7 separate regions of the Mus musculus genome follow, and regions 1, 2, 3, 4, 6 and 7 are each linked to region 5. Evidence: chromatin contacts called from public promoter capture Hi-C data. All regions are on one chromosome and are shown on one strand. Each heading gives the region's core, a stretch centred on a gene start, on an enhancer-like site or on the middle of the called end of the contact. The rest is flanking DNA. Distances are from core to core; before and after follow the strand shown. Region 1 holds the start of 4930473A02Rik (RIKEN cDNA 4930473A02 gene). Region 2 holds the start of Bub1 (BUB1, mitotic checkpoint serine/threonine kinase). Region 3 holds the start of Snrnp200 (small nuclear ribonucleoprotein 200 (U5)). Region 4 holds the start of Astl (astacin-like metalloendopeptidase (M12 family)). Region 5 holds the start of Chchd5 (coiled-coil-helix-coiled-coil-helix domain containing 5). Region 6 holds the start of Zfp661 (zinc finger protein 661). Region 7 holds the start of Ncaph (non-SMC condensin I complex, subunit H).

Region 1 (2,758 bases), core at 74-2,573, 1.4 Mb after region 5:
GGAGCCTCTAGGGAAATGGCCCATACCCTAGAATATTCTCTTGGCCTAGACACTTAAGTTATCTGAGATGAGTTGCCGGTTGTCTAGGGTGACCCTGAAGAAGAAAGGGTTAGGACAGGTATGGTGGCATATGCCTTTAATGCCAGAATTTAGGAGGCAGTGGCAGGTGGATCTCTGTGAGCCTGATCTACACTGTAAGTTCCAGGCTAGACAGAGCTATCTAGTGAGACCCTGCCAAAAAACAAAACAAAAACAAAAACAGGGTGGGAGTGTCAGGTTCCCTGACATTCGGAGCAACCCTGTGGTACTCCAGGGTAGGGCAGCAGTAATGCCCTGGTTTCCACAGACCATCCATCCTGGATCCTCCAGGGCCCAGCAATGGTCTTATGGCCGGAACCCTGGAGGAAAACCTGTCACCAGCTTGCCCCCAGGACTCCAGAGTACACTCTGGCATCTCATCTCCAAAGCCTGACTGAGAGAAAGAAAGTGCAGACTGGGCCTCCACCAAGCCTGGAAGTTGAGAGCAGGGTTTAAGCAGCCTCTGTTCTCTTCTGAGAAAATGTCTGTTATTGCACCCAGTCCTGGCTCCTCAGACACTCCCAAGTGTCCTGGAAGTGCAGGACCATGGCCTGGTGTTCTCTGCAGAATCTGGTCTAGACAATACTAATGAGTGGGGTGAAAGTTCAGTTCCCCAGTACTCGGGTCAGCTTCTGATTTCCAACAACTCTCCTTGCTGGAGAGGCAGAGGGGAACGAGCTACTTCTGAGACAGATGCTCTCTGCCCTGCTGCACTGCTGTTTCTCTTCAGTTGGAGAGGAAATTGTACTTCATAAATAAGAGTAGTCTCGAGGTGGGAAGACCCCGGGTCAGGTGGAAGAGGACAAGGGTCACCTCACAGGTCGCCCAGTTGAGAACAAGTTGTCACTGATACTGAGAACTCTGGCAACTGCAGAGCTCCCCCAAGACCACAGCAGGGCAGTGCAGTGCAAGGAAATGGTTTGCAAATCTAAAGTTTAAAGTAGCCAGGAACTCCAAATTTCTTGCATCAGGTCTGGGAGGGTAGACAGGCCATCGGCGGGCCAGAGAGCCCCAGAGCCACACACTTGGGACGGTGTCCAAACTTGTGAACAAGTGGGCAGAGCGTCCTGCGGTGTAGCTGTCTTTAGCGGGCGACGCAGCCCAGCAAGCTGTGGGTCTCCAAGGTGCCCCTCGACCCCTCCCACTCTACCCGAGAGTCCGGACGTGCATTGGACCAGACAGCAAGAGCTCCGCCCAACAGGGACGAGGACAGGAGGCTCCCGTGGTGCTCCGCGGCCACTTCCGGGCCGGGCGCAGGCGCAGGCGCTGGCTGTCATGTTGCGCGCTCTGAACCGCCTGGCGGCGCGGCCGGAGACTCGGCCCCCGACCCCGCTGCTCCTGCCCGTGCGCGGCCGCAAGACCCGCCATGACCCGCCTGCCAAATCCAAGGTCGGACGGGTGCAGACGCCTCCCGCCGTGGACCCTGCGGAATTCTTCGTGTTGACCGAGCGCTACCGACAGTACCGGGAGACCGTGCGCGCTCTCAGGTGCGTGTGCTTGTGCGTGTGGAGGGCAGACGCCCTTCGGGAAGGGCCGGGGCCGAGGGTGGGTGCTGACTCGAAGCCCGTCCTCCCCAGGCTAGAGTTCACGTTGGAGGTGCGAAGGAAATTGCACGAGGCCCGAGCCGGGGTTCTGGCCGAGCGCAAGGCGCAGCAGGCCATCACGGAGCACCGGGAGCTGATGGCCTGGAACCGGGACGAGAACCGGCGAATGCAGGAGCTACGGTGCGAGAGGCCCGGGACTGGGTGGGCTGGGCTAGGCTCATCTGTGGCCCCGCTCACCCTCGGCGTCTTGCCCCTCGCAGGATAGCGAGGTTGCAGCTGGAAGCACAGGCCCAGGAGGTGCAGAAGGCTGAGGCCCAGGCCCAGAGGGCTCAGGAGGAGCAGGCTTGGGTGCAACTGAAAGAGCAAGAAGTGCTCAAGCTGCAGGTGGGCATGCAGGAGGTCATGGGGAATGTGGACATTGGAGACCCCAGCAAGGGAGGCTGGGGGGGGGGGGGGGGGATGACAGCACTGGGCGTCAAGTGACCAGAGTCTTCAGGAGGCTTCTCCATCAGCGCAGAGGGTATGCCTCGCAGGCAATGGTCAGTAAAAGGTTACAGGCTAGTATTGCCTTGTGAAACTTGAAGTCAGGGAAACCGTAAGTGAGAATGGAGCGCTTTTTAACACGTAAGAGGGATTCATGCACTTGAGAGAGTCCACCCACCTCTAATCAGGTTGTCACGATTTGTTCTTGGGTTGTGGCCGAGAGATCTGATGGGTGATTGTCCAAGGAAGAGCAATATGATGGTCGAGGTCACCTAGTACAGTTGTGCTGGACGATTGGTGGGACACTCAAAGAGACCCTGGGTTCTTTTGACACCCGTGGACTAGAGACAGTGCAGGCAGCCAGCTCTGGGAGAGATCCCACAAAGCCAACCTTTCTCTTCCTGTAGGAGGAGGCAAAAAACTTCATCACTCGGGAGAACCTGGAGGCACGGATAGAAGAAGCGTTGGACTCTCCGAAGAGTTACAACTGGGCCGTCACCAAAGAAGGGCAGGTGGTCAGGAACTGAGCACAGAGACTTCTGGGGGCCCAAATAAGCACAGTGCTTGCCTAGGGTCTGTGTACTGGGATAGGAATTGGTACATCCCAGGAGGATGGCTCAGCCGTTTCCAGAGCAACCTCAGTCACTCCAGGC
Region 2 (2,739 bases), core at 179-2,678, 1.3 Mb before region 5:
ATCTGCATTTTAAATGTCTTCTTTGTTCCTTCACAAAAAGGAGCAGGGCTGGAACCATAAACAGTAATGAGTTCAGAAGTTACAGCAAGTAAGGGTGAGAATAGTATGTGTACAACTTTGGAGAGAGGATACATGGCAATTAACTGTATTCTCAGTATGCATCAAGTTGAGAAACAACCATAGGTTTTTAAACTGAGAAATGATAAGATTAGGAGAAAAAGAATTTAAAAGTAGTATTTTGGTAGATGACCAGAAAACTATATCTCAAAATATATTTCACTGGCAAACTGAAATGATCATTCAGAGAAACTGCAATGGTTTTCTCATAATTTAGTAGAGATTTTAGCAATTTATTTTTAAGTCAACGATTCTCACTTTTTCACTTTGGATTCATTTTGGATTCTTTTTAGCATGTTTGAAATGTCAGCACTACTTCTGTGTTTAGAAGTTCTTATTTAGCAAAATAAGAAATACAAATATTTGTCCAAGATAAACAAACATTGAATAGCCCCACACCAACCACACCTCCTGGGAAAATGGCTTAAACATCAAATCATTAAAATAAATTAGTCTTTAAAAATCAAAATACCTAGCTTCTATTTTAGAACGGGGAGGGGAAATCCTTAGTCGATCTGATCAAAAATTAAATTGCTTAACGCCAACAGATTTTGGATATCTTACTCTTAGAATACCTAAAGAACTGATGAAAATAAAATTGTATTTCTTGTAACATCCGATTTAACAGTTTTAAATGGCTTAACATCACAGGCTGAGTAAGTCACCTAAGCGCCCGCCCCCAGACCCCAAAACAAAAACAAATAACCAATCAGTGCCTGCAGGAAGCCTCAAATGACTTAATAGCAAGCATTCCCCCCCCCCCATAAAGTTCAGCTTTAATTTTTTTCTTACGTATCAGGCAATCGAGAAATAATAAATTCTTTCCTTAGTTGGGTGGCATTTTTATCAGACTTTGAAATTTTCTCCAAAAATCTCCACCACCACACAAGTTTGGGTTTTGAAGGCGGGGCGTCCCTCGCGTCTAGAGGAAGTTCCCCATGGAGAAGATACGTGACTTCAGAAGGTTCCGCAGACTGCCCAAATCCTCGGCACAAAACGGTAGCCGGCTGCAGCTTGCACGTCTACTCGAGTGACCCGGGGGCTACCGCCTTGGCTGAGGCCTGGTGCAGCGAACCCGCTGAGGAAGCGGCGCTGAGGAGAAAGCGCGCCTGAGGGACCCGGACTCTAACCGTCCCGACCGGCCCACCTCACCGCACCTGACCGACACTTACCGAAAGACATTTTCTAGGTTGTCCATGACGAGAAAAAACGCGCAGCGGCGAAATACCCCACCAGCCGCCGACCAAACTCCCCATCAGCCCCTAACCCCGAGTCTCGAAGGCCGCCGGCGATTCGAATTCCCCGCGCAGCCGCACTTGTGATGTCGAACGTGGGCAGCGCGCCTGACTATTGGTCTCCGCTGCGGGAGAGCTGGCCAATCGCTGCGGCCGTTGCTGGGAGACAAAGTCCCGCCTCCGTCCCCGCCCCCTCCGTCCCTAGCCCGCAGTTCTTTTCATTTGCCTTTTAGTGAGTCCTATGCTAGGTGCTGACTGAGCTAAGGTTTGTTTCCATTCTAGTGAGACACTAGCCATGTTTTGGCATAGAGTTATTATTATTACTTTTTAAAAAACGGTATAAATGGCAACTGGCTTACAGTATTACACTACCAGGCCGAACGTGACGATTCTGTGACTGAAACCCCTTTGAGTCCTCTTGGGTCTTGAGAGTCACTCACGAATTTTTGTCCTCTTTGCTTAACAGAAATGGCATAGCTGGTGAGCTGGCTCGGTGAATAAAAGCATCCACAAGGTGGAAGGAAAGAAAACCAACTTCCTCAAGTTGTCCTCTGATCTCCACATGCATGCCGTGGCACATACTCATATAACAAATGAGGAAACCACAATCATTATGTCTGGTTCACGAATGAAGACAAATAGCCATGTATATGTGTGTGTGTGTGTGTGTGTGTGTGTGTGTGTGTGTGTCCATCCAGAGTTTTATGGGATCCCATGCCTTTGGCCTCTGCCACACTTGGTTCACATAAAGGCACACCCACACGTATTTGTAAAATATTCATAGTAATTTTAAAGAGTCCGGAAGTCCAAGAATAAATATTTAACATGTTCATGTGCCCTGAGAGTGAGTTGAGAAATAATCTAGTCTTCCCTGCTTCTTGAGTTTTAATAACTTCCCACTTTGCCTCTCTAGGGTCACTTGACCAAAGCAAGTAGAACATAAAAGACTCATGCGATTACTACCTTCCTGTTTCTAAAGGTCCTGGGAGTTTTTCAGCTCCTTCAAGTTGATAAAAAAGATATTGCAGCTTCTGGACAGATAGACATTTTCTAACCTAGAGAAAAGAATTATGAGTGATTTCCCATTTGATTTCCTAGAATCATCTAACTAGAGGAACATTCCTGACATGTCTTTATAGCTGCACACGAAAATATTGTCTGTGGCCATGATATTGGCAGAATTGGTAAACACCACTAGAGGGAGTTCCAGGTTCTTGCATTCCTCGTAGATAGTAGCAAGCAAAGTAGATTAAGAATACACTTCCAATGTTTGGCTGCTAACATCTGCCTCTATTTGTAAGGCTCTGGCAAGGCCTCTCAGGAGACAGACATATCAGGCTCCTTTCAGCATGCACTTCTTGGCATCCACAATAGTATCTGGGTTTGA
Region 3 (2,861 bases), core at 136-2,635, 1.9 Mb before region 5:
ACTATGCTGCTCTTACTGTTAAATATGATAAGGTACAGCTTGTCACAACCATCCATAGCTGCAGCCACGGTGTTTATGAGTTGGAGGCAGGGGGATCAAGAGTGCAAGAGAAGTCTCTGGATAGCAAGTTTGAAGCCTGCCTGGACTCCAGGAGATCTTTTCTCAAAAACCAGATAAGGGCTAGAGAGATGGCTTAATGGTTATGAACACTGGCTGCTCTTTGAGAAGACCTGGGTTCCAACCCCTCCACACACATGGCAACTCACAACCTATCTGCAGCTCCAGTCTCAGGGGATCTGACACCCTCTTTTGGACTTCGTGGAAGTCTGCATGTAATGATACACAAACATACATGTAGCCCAAACACCTATCTACATAGAATAAAATGTAAATGATAAACCAAACAATAAAAAAAAATTGCCAGCAAAATGGCTGGGTGGATTAGGACACAGACTTAAGGTTCACTCGTGCTTATTAAATATCAAGGGAAAGCAGAACTCACTGTTTTGCTTTCAGTGTTGTGTAGAGAATTATGAAAAGACTAAATACCACCTTTACATAAAAGGTACCACTACTGCTGAATAAAACTGAATAGTAATTCCATACATATTATTTATTTTTCATATATTTCTTTAGTAAAACATTCGTGTCACATTGAGGAGGACAAAGTTATACATATGCTGTAATCCGCACACCTAAAGTCCTGACAGGCTGTGACAAAAGATTGGGCACAAATAGTTCTTCCTCTACCGTCAGTCAGCTGACACAGGGGAGAGTCTTGCGGAAAGGGGTTTGGGGTAGAAATCCAGTCGGTTACTAGAACTAGGTACATGCTAACTTGCTTTTTTTTTTTTTTTTTTTTTTTTTGTCTTTTTGTTGTTGTTTTGGTTTTTTGTTTGTTTTGTTTTGTTTTTCGAGACAAGGTTTCTCTGTGTAGCTCTGGCTGTCCTGGAACTCACTTTGTAGACCAGGCTGGCCTCGAACTCAGAAATCCACTACCTCTGCCTCCCGAGTGCTGGGATTAAAGGAATGCGCCACCATGCCTGTCTTGCTAACTTGCTTGAACCTTCAGCTTCCTTATCCCTTAGTTTCCGTTTGCCTGCATGTCTGCCTGCCTCACAGGATGGCTGGTATGAGAAACCAAAAGAATTACAGAAAGGGACTTTCAACATACGCTTAGGGGTTGGGCCTTGGCTCTGTCGCAGGTAGAGATGCCTGGAACCACAATTTGCACGCGCGTGTGTCTCGTCGGTCAATGGAATCCTTGACCCGGATGTACTACTGTACATCTCCGCAAACCCCGCCCAGAAGCAGTGGTTAGTAACCGGAAAGTCTCACGTTTAGCGGGCGTCCCGGAAGCGGAAGCAAGTCCGTTTCTTTTCTCCGTCCCTTACGTTCGTCCTGCGTTGTACCTGTTGTGCCAGGGCGGTTCGCTGAAGCGGTTCGGAGCGTGAAGAAGAGTGGAACCCTGAGTTCCCGGAGCATCAGCAGCCATGGCGGATGTGACTGCCCGCAGTTTGCAGTACGAGTACAAGGCGGTGCGTGTGGTCTCGAAGGACCGGTGCAGACAGGGGAGGTCGTGGACAGCCACGGACACTTGAGCGGGAGATCAGAGCTGGGTGAAGGATGGATTAAAACACGAAGGAAAAACCCCGTGGAATTTGGGGCGCTTGAGAATTTAGGAGTTGGGTTTTCCCCAGCCCCCTCAGCGCTAAACTCGCACCTTCTTCTCTTTACCCGCAATGTGCCCAACATTTTACCCAAATGTGGGCTGTTGTGGATGCTCTTAGGAGCGCTGGTCGTTCACCTTCTCAGACAGCAATAGTGCTCGCGCATCGTGTAATGCTATGTTATTTCTTCTTAAGAGCATGATTTTTTTTTTATTCCACTGTTTTCCCATCATCTGCTGTCACTGTAATAACAGGATTCAAAACTATACATATCAAAGTTTTGATAAAGTATGATCTTTTCAGAACTCAAATCTTGTGCTCCAAGCTGACCGCTCTCTCATTGACCGGACCCGCCGGGATGAACCGACGGGAGAGGTTCTGTCCCTGGTTGGGAAGTTGGAGGGAACCCGAATGGGAGATAAGGCTCAACGGACCAAACCACAGATGCAGGAAGAAAGACGGGCCAAGTAAGTACTAAGGGGATGCTGGATGCTATTTTTCCATCTAATGTAAAGCCCATCTTTAGCATTAGAGCAGTAGTTTTACTCAAGTTTATATGGAAGATGAGTGGTGTGTGCACAACAACCAAGGTTTAGAGCTTCTTTGGATTTAGGTGTAATGAAGTGGAACAAAATCTATTGATACCTTTTACTGACTCGTTTCTGATTCATAGATGTTAATTTTCTTCCGGTTATCTTTTTAAAAGATCTGTTTTATTTTTAATTACGTGCATGTGTATGTTCGTGTGGGTTTGTGCACACGTATGCAGATGCCTGTGTGGAGGCCAGAGAGGGTTTGAGAGTCCCTGGAGCTAGAGTTACAGGAGGTTTTGAGTTACCCAGTGTGGGGCTAAGAACTGAACTTGGGTCCTCTTGGAAAGCAGTACTGGGGTGAACAACTCGACTCTTCTCTCCAGCCCCATCCCCGACTGTTTTCAGGACTTGAGTTAATCTCCTCTCTGTAATTCACCTCCACCATGTTGTTACAAGCTTCTCTCCCCAACCCTTCTCTCCTTTTGTTGCCCAGCACTTCCTGATGATTTCTGTTGTCTTTTCATGTTGGTGGGTTCATTTCAAAAGTTAAATACTACTTACTTTATTTTGCCTGCCTTGCTTTTCTTTTCTCTTCTTCTCTTTTCTTTTCTCTTCTTTTCTTTCTTCAGAACAGAGTATCTTGCTCTGTAGACCAGGC
Region 4 (2,896 bases), core at 102-2,601, 1.8 Mb before region 5:
AGGGTTTCTCTGTGTAGCCCTGGCTGTACTGGAACTCACTTTGTAGACCAAGCTGGCCTCAAACTCAGAAATCCTCCTGCCTCTGCCTCCCACATCCTGGGATTAAAGGGGTGCGCCACCACCCCTGGCATCTTCTTTTTTAATGGGAAAAAAATGGAGTGTTTAAGGTACTTGACAAGCTTTGACATATATAAGCACTGTGAAGGAATGAGTCTGCTGGTCAAGATAATTAGCATATCCATCGGATTCCTGGAAACCAGTCTAGATTCTGCTCAGGCATCAGCAGCATCTGCTTTTATTATAGCCCCTCTGTCTGGCTCTAGCTTCTACTTCTTGAGAGATGTTTGCCCCAGGCTCAGCAAGAATGCCAACAGGTCCTTGTGGAGCTCTGGCTTTCCTTTACTGAACATGGGGGTGGACTTGGTATGTTCCAGGCTGTCCATCCAGGCCGGGTCTCTGGATGGCAGGATGTAAAGGAAGAAAGTCTGGGAGCTTTGTATTTTGAATTAGTGAAATGGGAAGGGGCCCTGGCCGATCATGTCAGTGGGCAGTGGCATTGGAAGGACCACAGTCATATGAGCGTCTAAGAGTTCAAAAGTGTCCCCTCTGCAGTGGGGGGCGTCTCTGGGTGCTGATGATGCTGGTGTTCAGTGTGAAGTTTCTCAGAGTCTTGCAACCTGTGTACTTTCCTATATGGCTTCTGAAATAAAAGCTTATAGCTGGGCATAGTGACACATGCCTTTAATCCCAGCACTCAGGAGGTAGACACAGGCAGCAGGCAGATCTCTCTGAGTTTGAGGCCAGCCTGGTCTACATACTGAGTTCCAGGACAGCCAAAGCTACTTAATGAGACCCTTTCTCGTATAAATAGAGGAGGGGAGGGGGGAGGGGAGAGATTATACGGGTATGGTGACCACATAGGGAGAGGTGCCTTGAGTTTCCCAGCAGATTTTCTGGGTCTGAACCCTCCGGTAGTTGGTGGAACAGGAAAAGGAAAGCCCCCTTTTAGTGACTGGATCTCAATCCAAGTCATGAACTACATGAGGCTGCAATGCTTCTCTGCCCTCTGGTGGCAGGAGGGGGAATCTCAGGGAAGCTACCCTGCTCAAGGGTATCCTAAGGATTTGTTTTGTGTCCCCGGCCCACTTTTTACCCACTTCAGCCAAGATGGATGGGACTATGGTCCAGAAGGCTCAGGCTGGGGACAGGGGTAGAGTCCTCTGGTAAGACTGGGCAGGTCTTCAGGTGATAGTTGTTGGGAGGAACTGCAGGTGGAGGTGGTTGGGAGGCTGCAGGTGTGGGCTGGAGAAGCCCCTATTAAAGGGGGTGGATGGTAGAGTCCCTGAGTTAAGGAGGCCTTTCCCTGCCACATTTCTGTGTGTTGCTTGCCAAGAGGGCAGTGAGGACCCACCATGGGTATCATGGGAAGCCTGTGGCCTTGGATATTAACTATGCTCTCCTTGCTAGGTAAGCTGGCTCCAGTCTCTGGGACATTGGGAAGAGGCCAGAGGCTGCAGCTGTGGCTTAAGATAATCTTAACTTAGTTTCACAGCTCCAACATGGCGTTGTAGGGTTGTACCTATGAGTGAGCCCCTGGGAACCAAGGAGGAGGCCTCCTGATACTTGTAGGAGTAGAGAGGGCCCACCTAACAGCAGATTGCCAAGTGTCATACCATATACCTACTTGTTTTAAGGTAAGCCAGTTTCTAGCCTGGCTGGGGCAGCAGGCACTCAGCCTGAGTGGAGAGAAATGTTCAAGAGTAGGGTCTGAGGCCAGCCTTGATTCTGGTGCTGCCTGAAGATTTAAAGTCTACTGTGCCTCTTTTCTGCCTCATATTGGCTGCCCTAGCCTTTCTGAGCCAAGTGTTAGTCCCTTAAAGGGATCTCCTTCACTGAAGGCATCTAGGCCTTGTCACCAGGTATGATGAGTGAGATAGCCAGGCAGGCTTCAGGAATGCATCCTGGGTGGCCTCTCCTGGAAGGGGCTGGATTTTGCTGCCTGCTGTCCCGGCTCACAGTGGAGTCCCGGGGGCATCTATATGTCTGCACTTGTCTTCCTGAGCCAGGTTTGAGCATGGGAGCACCCTCAGCATCCAGATGTTCTGGAGTCTGCAGTACCAGTGTTCCAGAAGGCTTCACTCCTGAGGGAAGCCCGGTATTTCAGGACAAGGACATCCCCGCAATTAACCAAGGTGAGAACACGGGGCCACACTCCAAAGCCATGCTGAATGTGGACATGCGGAAAAGATTGAGAGGAAATGTCCCCATGCATGCAGGGAAATCAAGTTTCATGAGGAAATGCTTGTCTGTTTTTCTGTATTCTTTTGCTGGTTAATATTTTTTATATGAGATACTGTAAATGTCTTTAGAATGATCTGATAAGAGCACTGGTGTTCTCTCGGCTTGGGACTTGAGTAAAATCATCAGTCGATATTTGAGAGCATGTCAATCTCTCTGTAAGTAGCGGTGTGTAAGCGTGACCTGGCCAAGTGGGGTGGATTGTTAAGGAACAAAGAAGTCTGTGGCTCAGGGCATCTTTGTCTGGGGATCTCGGACATGAGGAACACAGACGCATTGGGCTGAAGTTGTTGGCAATGGAAATGAATTCAGATCTTGGCGTCATCATGGGCTGAAATGTTGGCAGAACAGCGGTAATCTTGCTTTAGTGTAGATGGTGACTACTGCTCCCTTCATTCTCTGGTTAGAAGCTCAGATGGACCCAGTCCTCGGTCAGTCATATGGCTTCCCTGGCACTCGCTCTCAAAGTCACAGACTTTCCCATGCTCGGGCTCACAGTAGTTGCTAACAGCTGTCCCTGCCTAGCTGATGTCTTGTTCGTAAACACCACCAGCTGCAGCTGTGAATGACAGCTCTGAGGGCTAAGGCCACACAACTA
Region 5 (2,700 bases), core at 158-2,657:
GGACAAACGTTCAAGAAGCAATTATTGCGTCATAAGATAGTTACCTGATTTCATAAGAAATAGGGGAGGGAGTGAAGGAATGGCTGACTAAAGTGCTTGCTATGCAAGCAGGAAGACCTGAGTTGTGGATCTCCAACACCTGCATAAAAACCTGCAGAAAAGGCATGGTAGGGCAGACTTGGAATCCCAGTGTTGGGATGAGGAGACAGCTCCTGGATGTTCACTGGTGGGTTTTAAGGTTCAGTGACACCCTGTCTCCAAAAAGCTTCAGGTGTCAAGCAATAGAGGAAGCCACCTGCCGCCAGCCTCTGCCTGCACACATGTACATCACACACATGTCCCTAGTTTCCTTTTCCTGCTCCCTCTTAGCGGCTACTGACATTTACAGCGTGCCTGTCCTGGTGTTTTCTCTCAGACCAATAACATTGCCCTTGATTGTCCTAAATGAGTACCTTTTAAAGTTCTTTCATTAATGAGCTCCCCAGAAGGGAACCCCAGTAACAGAAGCACTCTTGAGACCTGCATTTCTCAGATCCGCTTCACTTCAAACCTTAGGGTTATCTAGTTCTCTCCATTCCATTCTTAATGACTCTTTTGACAGCAACCAGACAAAAGGAAACTAGAAGTGTGGAGTGTCAAGTTTCCCAAAAATGAAAGTGTCACTGTATATTATGAAGGCCAAAGCAGTCGTTCTCATTTTACAACTGCGTGCTAAGGTAATCACCTTACCGCTCATTTTCTCTAGCTTAGGCCTCTCCATATGAGGAATATTTAGCCTTACAGGGAAATGAACTTCCAGGTCTAGCCCTATAATCTGAAGGCAAATGTGGAGAGGGTGCAAACACCACCTAAGGAAATTACAAAGAAAATAATTTGTGCACGATTGCAAGGAGCAAGCAATAAAACCCACTCTCATCCTGCCTTTACCACCTATGGCAGGAAAAGGACATGTCTGAGTGAATAATCGGATGGGAAGCCCAATGTGGCGTTTAAGATCATTCCTTTCCGTCAAGTTGGAACTAAAGTCAGGAGGAGAATACGCAGTGGCGGAAAGCCACTGGTAGCTCAGCCTGAGAGGGCAATCCCCGTGTTCCTAAACTAGCAGCGGCGGGCACAGCTGCCGCCTCAGCCGCAGCGTGTGCCGAGCCATAGTCACGCGGGCCGGTGGCCTCAACTCCAGCCGGGAAAGTGGCAGCGCGAGCGGCTGTAGATCTGACCTACAGGGAACCAGCTCTGGTGCTCTGTGCCTGGCTGCTCGATCACGGCCGAAGTCCTGCTTCCGGTGATCACTAAACGCGACCACCACAAGCCGGAAGTAAATAAACTAAAATAGCTGACGGACCGGAAGTAGTTACAGGGGCCTCCTCCCGGATAGGCAGTGAGGCGGAAAGCAAAGCAGGACACAGCCATGAAGGTTGGACCAATGTGGGATGAGTGGCAGGGACGCTCGACGACCGGAAGAGTGAGGCCAGGAGGTCTGGGTTGGGCGCCGCCATAACAACCTGATACCGGAAAAGGCGGGTCTCTTCTCCCTGACTGATCGGCGCTTGAATTCGCCTGGAGATGTGAGTTACAACTCCCTATAACTCTAGATCATGCTTGTCAGACTGCACGGTCCCCAACGGGAAATGACTGAATTCAAGACTCCAGGCCTGCTTCACAATAGCCAGACTTTTTGTCTTAGGACTTCCACGATCTCCCGGGAAATCCCACCTTGTTCCACAACGCGCAGGGATCGGCGCTTATTTCTGCCCCTCGTTGGTTGTCCCTATCACAGGATCTTTACACCCCCCACCCCCAATCCAGACTAGTCCAATCACAGATCAAAATCAGAACTCTTTCTTGCCTTCTCTTGAGATTATCTTCAGTTTACCCTGTCCCACAGGCAGGCAGCCCTGGAAGTCACTGCTCGATACTGCAGCCGAGAGCTGGATCAGTATGGCCAATGTGTGGCAGCCAAGCCAGAGTCGTGGCATCGAGATTGTCACCACCTTAAGATGAGCATTGCTCGCTGCACGTCCTCCCAGTGAGTGTACAACTGGGGGCTAGAGGGTGCCAGGCAGTAGGGTTTGAATGCTTCAGGGTCTAAAATGCCCTACCCCCCACAGCCCGATCATCCGCCAGATCCGCCAGGCCTGTGCTGAGCCCTTTGAAGCCTTTGAGAAGTGTCTTCGCTTGAATGAGGCAGCAGTGGGCAACTGTGCTGAACACATGCGCCGCTTCCTGCAGTGTGCAGAGCAGGTGCAGCCACCAAGTTCACCCACAACTGGAGAGGTAAAGGAGGCTAACTTGATCGTAGCTTTTTCCTTTCACAACTCCCTTCATTTTCTAGTTTAAATACCTTCCAGAACCAGTCCCAGCCCCATTCCCATACATGGCCTTGGCTATGCATCCAAGAATCTAAAAACCATGGTTCTCTGTCCCCGAGTGGACATGCCTCTGCTTGTCACCACCTTTCACACTCCCCTCTGCCAGGGCACCTGCCCCAGCCTTTCCCCGGCTTGCCAGACCCTCTGTGTTCCATATAATGACCTGGATTCTAGTAATGATAATCCCTTGCTTAAAACTCTCTGGTGGCCACCAATTCACACTGGAACAAAGTCCCTGATTCTTACTGGATCCTGTGTTCTTCCTTTCCTCAGCCACTGTGTCCCCTTCACTACTTTCCAGCTGTGCTGGTAGGGGTGAGGGGGTGAGGTG
Region 6 (2,969 bases), core at 195-2,694, 1.5 Mb before region 5:
AATAGTTACAACGGCTTTAATTAACCATCACTAACACGTTATCTTTATTGAAAGTTATCTGCCAGCCAGCTTCCTAAGCACATTACACATATCCTATTTAATCTTTAGGTAATGCAACCAAAATCTGGACTCTCCTAAGCATCTATGACAGACAACTTGATTAAATAATCTATTGTCCAGCGGCTAGACACACTTGGAGCACTACGGAACTCCACCATAACTAGCGTTGAGTGCTTGCTCTCATGAGGCACTATGCTGAGTGCTTTCTATAAAGATAATTTAGTTCCATCGTCATACATCAATAAGAGAGGCACTATTTCACAGCAATTAAGAGAGTCAGGCTTTGTAAAAGGCTGAGGTGGAACTGGGAAAAGTCTGCCTGGAAGCTTTTAATTCTGTTATAATTTACTTTCATTGAAAGATAGCCATAAAGTTAAGCAGATCTTTACCTGCAACACATCCCAGCATCCCGGGAAGCTTGATTCGCGTGACTGAAATTTCACGGAAAACAGAACTATGGTGATATACACCCGTAATGCTAGCACTTGGAAGGCTAAGGCTTAACACAACGCCAGGTTAAGCTACAAAATAAGATCGTATCTCAAATGTAAAAAGAACACTAGGGAAAAGATCACTAGTAAATTGCCAACAACTTCAATGGAGTAACAGACAACTGGCCATCCCACGGACTTCTAGACATCTGACACTTACTGGTGGTTGGAACGAAGTTGTGCTAGTTCGATTTAACGGTGGTCAGAATGTCAACCTCTAGAATTGTTTCTCAAAATTTTGTTTATGTTGACCTCATTTGAGACGCACAAAATATCGTGCTTGGTGGGTCTTACTCTGATACTGTGGGTCTTGTCTGGCCGCAGTATAGTCCCTTCACCCTTATTTCCCACTATTCCTTAACAGTGCACTCCAGTCAATATCATCTTAAAATTGCCTAAAGCCATTTGCGATTTCCTTTGGGGTTTTCTTCACCTCAAATCCGGTATCGTCCAGGAACACCCTATGCTCACACCAGGACATTCCGGTGCAGGCTCAGGGCGAGAAGCTGAAGCAAAGGGAGACGTTTTCTAGGGGACTTGGGAGAGAATGGAGTGGATGCTCCCAGATTTAGCGTCGGTACCATCCACATCCACGTAGCACCCATCATGGAAAGAAGGAACGAAAGGAAGACCGGGATCTCCAACTTGAAAGTACAGGATTCTGACACACAGTGGACATACCCTACGAGGACACTGTCCCCACGGAACCGACACACACCAGAAGGGAAGACTCTCTGTCCACACAGGCCACGCCCACTAACCCTCCCCCAAGTGCCCAGTGTCCCCGTGTCTCCTCCGCCACCGCGTCCACTCGGCTTCTTGAACACCTAGACCCGCAACCCTCACCTTTGGCAAGAGTACTGGGAACCTGCGAACACTCACCGCCTCGTGTCGGGAAGGCAGTGCGCCTGCGCGAAGATCTTCGGCCTCTGAGCTCCAATCATAGTGTTGCCTTTGCATGAACTACACTTCCCAGAAGCATCAATAGCCGGCGCGCCGTGAGATGACGGGTAAAATCCTGCACAAGGTTGCACTCCAGGTCTGTGGTGCTGAAACGGATAGGACCAGGCTCTGACCCTAAACAGCACAAGTTCGATTTCTAGTTCGTTTCCGGTTTGCCAGTGTACCTATTTTTTCTGAAAGCCAGGGTTCCCGTTCTTTCAGTAGACTATCCCAGATGCATGAGCCCAGAAACATACCTGTCGCAGTCTTCCATCAAGAATTCGTGGTGTAGGTTTAATCCCAGATTTGGTAGCATGTCGGAGAATTTACACCCAACTCTGTAGCTGTAATCCTGAATGAGGGTGACCTTCTACCTACTGCTTCAGAGGATACCAGCCAAACAACAGACTTTAAACGTTGTAGCTCAGTCCATTCCCCACCCCACCCCCCTCTCTCTGTGTCCTGAACTCACTATGTAAACCAGGATGGCTTCAAACTTGGAGATCCACCTGTCTCTGCCTCCAAAGACCTGGGCTTTAAGGTGTGCATCACCCCACCTGGCCTCTTTGTATCTCAAAAGCTCAAAAAGGCTACAAAACTTCAAAAAGGAAGCAAAACTTCTAGGGAAAATTCTCAATTTGTGAGGCAAAAAAAAAAAAAAAAAAAAAAAAAAAAAAGGCAACCTTCATTTGGTACTATGAGATCTGGATTTGCCCCCTCTCTGAACCAAAAGACAGGTTTTGGCTTTTCTGGAATTAACTGGATACTGCAGAATATGAATTACAATATTTAAAGAAATAGCCAGGCCAGTCATGAGAAATTAAATGAGGGTCCCAAGCCCATACCATTTGTAATTGAGGGATTAAGGAACACTCTTTTGATAGGCTTAAGAAAGCTCCAGCACTGGGACTTCCAAAGGGATGGGCTGTTTCAACTATACATTACCAAAAAGCAGGGCTGATACCCATTCTCATCTGGCCATTGGGTGGTCACAAATGGTCATACCATACCTGTCTGAACAACTGGATCCTGAAACCCAAGATGACCCCAGTATCTCCAGGGACTGACAATGACTCTTTGATCTCCCATTACTATCTGTACACCCTTCCTAAAACCTTGATCTCTTTGGCTATCAATTAAACCTCTCCAATATCAGTTTTTCTTAAATAGAACCTAGAATTGGTAAAGAAGTAAATTTTTCTACTGAGTAAATACCTACCTTCTGGATGTTACATGTTCATGCTGCTTTCTGGAAGGAAAGTGATTTGCTGAACTCCAAGAGCAGTCCCATCAAATATTGACCACAGGTTTTGTCTCTCGTGCATGGCATCCAGAAACTCTCCAGTGTTGCTATGTCGGCTACAGGGGGCACTAAATGGGTGGCTTGTCAGTAGAGGGAATAAATCATATCACTAGGCTGCCAAGGTCTCAGCACTGCTGTCTAATTTTTGTTGATCCCTTTCGCCTCTGTCAGTC
Region 7 (2,827 bases), core at 113-2,612, 2.0 Mb before region 5:
CCTCCCCACACCCGGACAACTGGTGCAGGTCCTGAATGTATTCTCTGCAAGGTCTGTCTAGTGATCTCACCGGTACCCATGGCTTTATCATCTCCATGATGAAGAAAAACAAATCTACCTCCCAGCCTATGGACCTCGGTCAAACTCGCCCAGTAGATACGAACCCCTTCACCTGAGCGCCTCTCCAGAAGTCACAGGCAACAAATCCAAACTGAAACTATTATTCCAAAACTATGACTTAGGTCTACCAGGTGGTCAGTCTCACTAAGCTTAGTTATGACGGTCTAGCTCAGAGTTTCTCAACCTTCCCAATGCTGTGACCCTCTGACACAGTTCCTCATGTTGTGGTGACCCCCAACCATAAAATTATTTTCCATTGCTACTTTATAACTGTAAATTTAGTGGTTATGAATCATAATGTAAATATCTGTGTTTTCTGACGATCTTAGGCGAACCCCGTGTAAAGGTCATTTGACACCTCCCCATGGGGGCTGCCACCCAAAGGTTGAGAACCTACGGTGTAGTTAATTCCTAGACTAGTCCAGGTTCCTTCCTAGCTCTTCTCTTGTACAGGATGCTCAGCCCATAAAGTTCTTCTCAATGTTTGCTTAAAAATCTCGAGTCCATAACGGACAGGAGTTATAGCACTAGGTTTTATCTGTCAAATATTTGCCATACTACCTCAACTTGACACAAGCTCCAAGAGGAAAAGGTATTTATCTGTTTCGTTCCCCACCCCCCGCCCCCTTTCAGAGTGGGTCTCCTGTAATCCAGGCTAGCCTCGAAGTCGCTATAGCTGAGGACAACCTTGAACTTCTAATCCTCCAGTCTCCATCTCAAGTGCCCAGGCTTCTTCGGTTGCGAATCTCGGCGTCTGACCGAAGGTCTGTCCCAAAGGAAGCCCTCAAGACTTTAGAATCAGTTCCAAAACACAGGCACGAATGCTCAACACAGAGCGGTCGACACTTTGCTTCCACAGCTCCCCACACAACGTCCAGTCCAGAAAAAACAAAAAACAAAAAAAACCCACTTTATCCTCCGTTAGAACCAGGGCGCGGGGAGTATTAGAGCCCAGCCGCCACTGGCAGCTGCGTCCTGATTGGCCCAGCGCCCCGCTTTCCCTTGCACTCTCTTCCCCTCCCCCGCCGGAGCCCCCGGCCGAACCCCGCCGAACACATTCGTCCCTTCTGGACCTGCCCACGCGAGCACCCTTCGGTCCTGATCCTGCCAGCCGCGCCTGGACCCACTCGAGCTCACCTGAGCGCGGAATTCTCATCTTGCTCTCCACGTCTCCGGAGTAAGTTTTAAATCGCGAGCGCCAAGCGCGGTAACCGCCGCGTGACGTCACTGGGGCGTGGTCTTTGGTGCGCCTGCGCAGGCCGCCTAGGCGGCTGGCTGATCAGAGTGGCCCCGGAAACTTGGACAGTTTTGAGTCTACGCGCGAGTGAACTAGGTGCAGCGGTGACCCAGCTGAAGACGTTTGGAAACATTCTGGCGCCGAGCGCTGGGCGCGGAGTAGGATGTGTGGATCTGGGCAGGCGAAGGCTGTGCTTTCCTAGAATCTGGATTGTAACGGGGAGGCAGGTTTCTGAGGAATCGAGGTTCTTTGCCGGTAGAAAACGCTGCCCTTATTGGAAGTTCCAGGCAGGCAAGAAGGAATGCAGAGCATTGTGTATGCACGTGTAGACTCCACCCAGAGTATTGTGTATGTATACACCCACAAGGACATTGTGTGTGCTCATGTGTACACAGGCCCCAGAGCATTGCGTTTACATGTGTATACTCTTCCAGGAGCATTGTGTATGCGTGTGTACACACACCCTAGAACATTGTGTTTACTTATGTTTATACCCCCAGTAGTTTTTATATATGTGTGTACATTTCCAAAGAGTTTTCTGTATGTGTGTGTGTGTACATGTCTATACACACACATACCAGAGCATTGTGTATGCTCTTACTTATACATGGACATACCAGAACATTGTGCAGGCATGTGTATCTGCACCAGAGCATTGTGTTCATATATCTATACACATGCATGCACACACATTTAAAACTAAATTTTTGTCCAGATTCTTGTAAAGAGCTTTTTGGAAATCATTTACCTACCATCATTTTTTTAAAAAGAGGCTGGGGTGTAGCTGTTTAGCATCCTTGACATTATTTGCCTGCCTATCAGCAGTACCCCTCATTATGGTGACCAAAACTCTGCCTTTTGTTGAAAGCTACTTTTTAAAAAAATATTTCATTTCATGTGTATGAGTGTTTTCCCTGTGTGTATGTATGTATATTTACCACATGCATGGCTGGTACCTGAGAAGATCAGAAAAGGGTGTCAGATCCTCCGGGACTGGAATGACAGATGTTTGTGAGCCACCATGTGGGTGCTGAGAATGAAACTCAGGTCCTCTGCAAGAGCAACGAGTACTCTAAACTACCTCTCTAACCCCAAAAGCTACTCTTTTTTTTTTTTTTTTTTTTTTTTTTTTTTAGTGATATTCCAGCAGTTACTTTATTATTCAGGATTTTTAAAAAAATTTTTATTAGGTATTTTCCTCATTTACATTTCCAATGCTATCCCAAAAGTCCCCCATACCCACCCCTCCACTCCCCTACCCACCCACTCCCACTTTTTGGCCTTGGCGTTCCCCTGTACTGGGGCATATAAAGTTTGCAAGTCCAATGGGCCTCTCTTTCCAGTGATGGCCGACTAGGCCATCTTTTGATACATATGCAGCTAGAGACATGAGCTCTGGGGTACTGGTTAGTTCATAATGTTGTTGCACCTACAGGGTTGCAGTTCCCTTTAGCTCCTTGGTTACTTTCT

The links. Promoter capture Hi-C pulls out the DNA fragments that hold promoters and counts their contacts.
Region 1: a promoter capture Hi-C map of liver shows a contact between it and region 5, with 2.7 times the contacts expected there. The contact joins the promoter of 4930473A02Rik here to the promoter of Chchd5 in region 5. A contact is called at or near these places in 2 of 39 promoter capture datasets (both in liver).
Region 2: a contact with region 5 is called in a promoter capture Hi-C map of pre-B cells, with 2.3 times the contacts expected there. The contact joins the promoter of Bub1 here to the promoter of Chchd5 in region 5. A contact is called at or near these places in 2 of 39 promoter capture datasets (cranial neural crest and pre-B cells), 8 of 484 Hi-C or Micro-C datasets (embryonic stem cells and extraembryonic ectoderm) and 1 of 115 datasets of contacts at active chromatin or transcription factors (astrocytes).
Region 3: a contact with region 5 is called in a promoter capture Hi-C map of liver, with 7 times the contacts expected there. The contact joins the promoter of Snrnp200 here to the promoter of Chchd5 in region 5. A contact is called at or near these places in 2 of 39 promoter capture datasets (liver and pre-B cells), 2 of 484 Hi-C or Micro-C datasets (both in embryonic stem cells) and 1 of 9 other capture datasets (adipose tissue).
Region 4: a promoter capture Hi-C map of liver shows a contact between it and region 5, with 4 times the contacts expected there. The contact joins the promoter of Astl here to the promoter of Chchd5 in region 5. A contact is called at or near these places in 2 of 39 promoter capture datasets (liver and pre-B cells).
Region 6: a promoter capture Hi-C map of liver shows a contact between it and region 5, with 2.6 times the contacts expected there. The contact joins the promoter of Zfp661 here to the promoter of Chchd5 in region 5. A contact is called at or near these places in 4 of 39 promoter capture datasets (hippocampal neurons, liver and pre-B cells) and 1 of 9 other capture datasets (adipose tissue).
Region 7: a contact with region 5 is called in a promoter capture Hi-C map of liver, with 4 times the contacts expected there. The contact joins the promoter of Ncaph here to the promoter of Chchd5 in region 5. A contact is called at or near these places in 1 of 39 promoter capture datasets (liver) and 1 of 115 datasets of contacts at active chromatin or transcription factors (microglia).

The regions. Positions count from the first base shown.
Region 1 is chr2:130,562,426-130,565,183 of GRCm38.p6, forward strand. 4930473A02Rik (RIKEN cDNA 4930473A02 gene) reads right to left here and starts at 1,324. Exons shown (of 9, transcript NR_040348.1): 1 at 1,229-1,324. It overlaps Mrps26 (mitochondrial ribosomal protein S26), which reads left to right and starts at 1,332. Exons shown (of 4, transcript NM_207207.1): 1 at 1,332-1,565; 2 at 1,656-1,802; 3 at 1,883-2,006; 4 at 2,513-2,758. The coding sequence starts at 1,354. The coding sequence ends at 2,632.
Region 2 is chr2:127,830,431-127,833,169 of GRCm38.p6, forward strand. It overlaps Bub1 (BUB1, mitotic checkpoint serine/threonine kinase), which reads right to left and starts at 1,429. Exons shown (of 25, transcript NM_009772.2): 1 at 1,290-1,429. The coding sequence starts at 1,315.
Region 3 is chr2:127,207,001-127,209,861 of GRCm38.p6, forward strand. It overlaps Snrnp200 (small nuclear ribonucleoprotein 200 (U5)), which reads left to right and starts at 1,386. Exons shown (of 45, transcript NM_177214.5): 1 at 1,386-1,538; 2 at 1,974-2,137. The coding sequence starts at 1,494. 1810024B03Rik (RIKEN cDNA 1810024B03 gene) reads right to left here and starts at 1,280. Exons shown (of 2, transcript NM_198630.2): 1 at 1,175-1,280.
Region 4 is chr2:127,340,285-127,343,180 of GRCm38.p6, forward strand. It overlaps Astl (astacin-like metalloendopeptidase (M12 family)), which reads left to right and starts at 1,352. Exons shown (of 9, transcript NM_001291003.1): 1 at 1,352-1,467; 2 at 2,067-2,192. The coding sequence starts at 1,413.
Region 5 is chr2:129,128,293-129,130,992 of GRCm38.p6, forward strand. It overlaps Chchd5 (coiled-coil-helix-coiled-coil-helix domain containing 5), which reads left to right and starts at 1,408. Exons shown (of 4, transcript NM_025395.3): 1 at 1,408-1,565; 2 at 1,886-2,026; 3 at 2,109-2,274. The coding sequence starts at 1,564.
Region 6 is chr2:127,583,233-127,586,201 of GRCm38.p6, forward strand. It overlaps Zfp661 (zinc finger protein 661), which reads right to left and starts at 1,445. Exons shown (of 5, transcript NM_001111029.1): 1 at 1,398-1,445.
Region 7 is chr2:127,132,592-127,135,418 of GRCm38.p6, forward strand. Ncaph (non-SMC condensin I complex, subunit H) reads right to left here and starts at 1,363. Exons shown (of 18, transcript NM_144818.3): 1 at 1,258-1,363. The coding sequence starts at 1,276. Gm35347 (a long non-coding RNA gene) reads left to right here and starts at 1,362. Exons shown (of 3, transcript XR_374955.4): 1 at 1,362-1,705.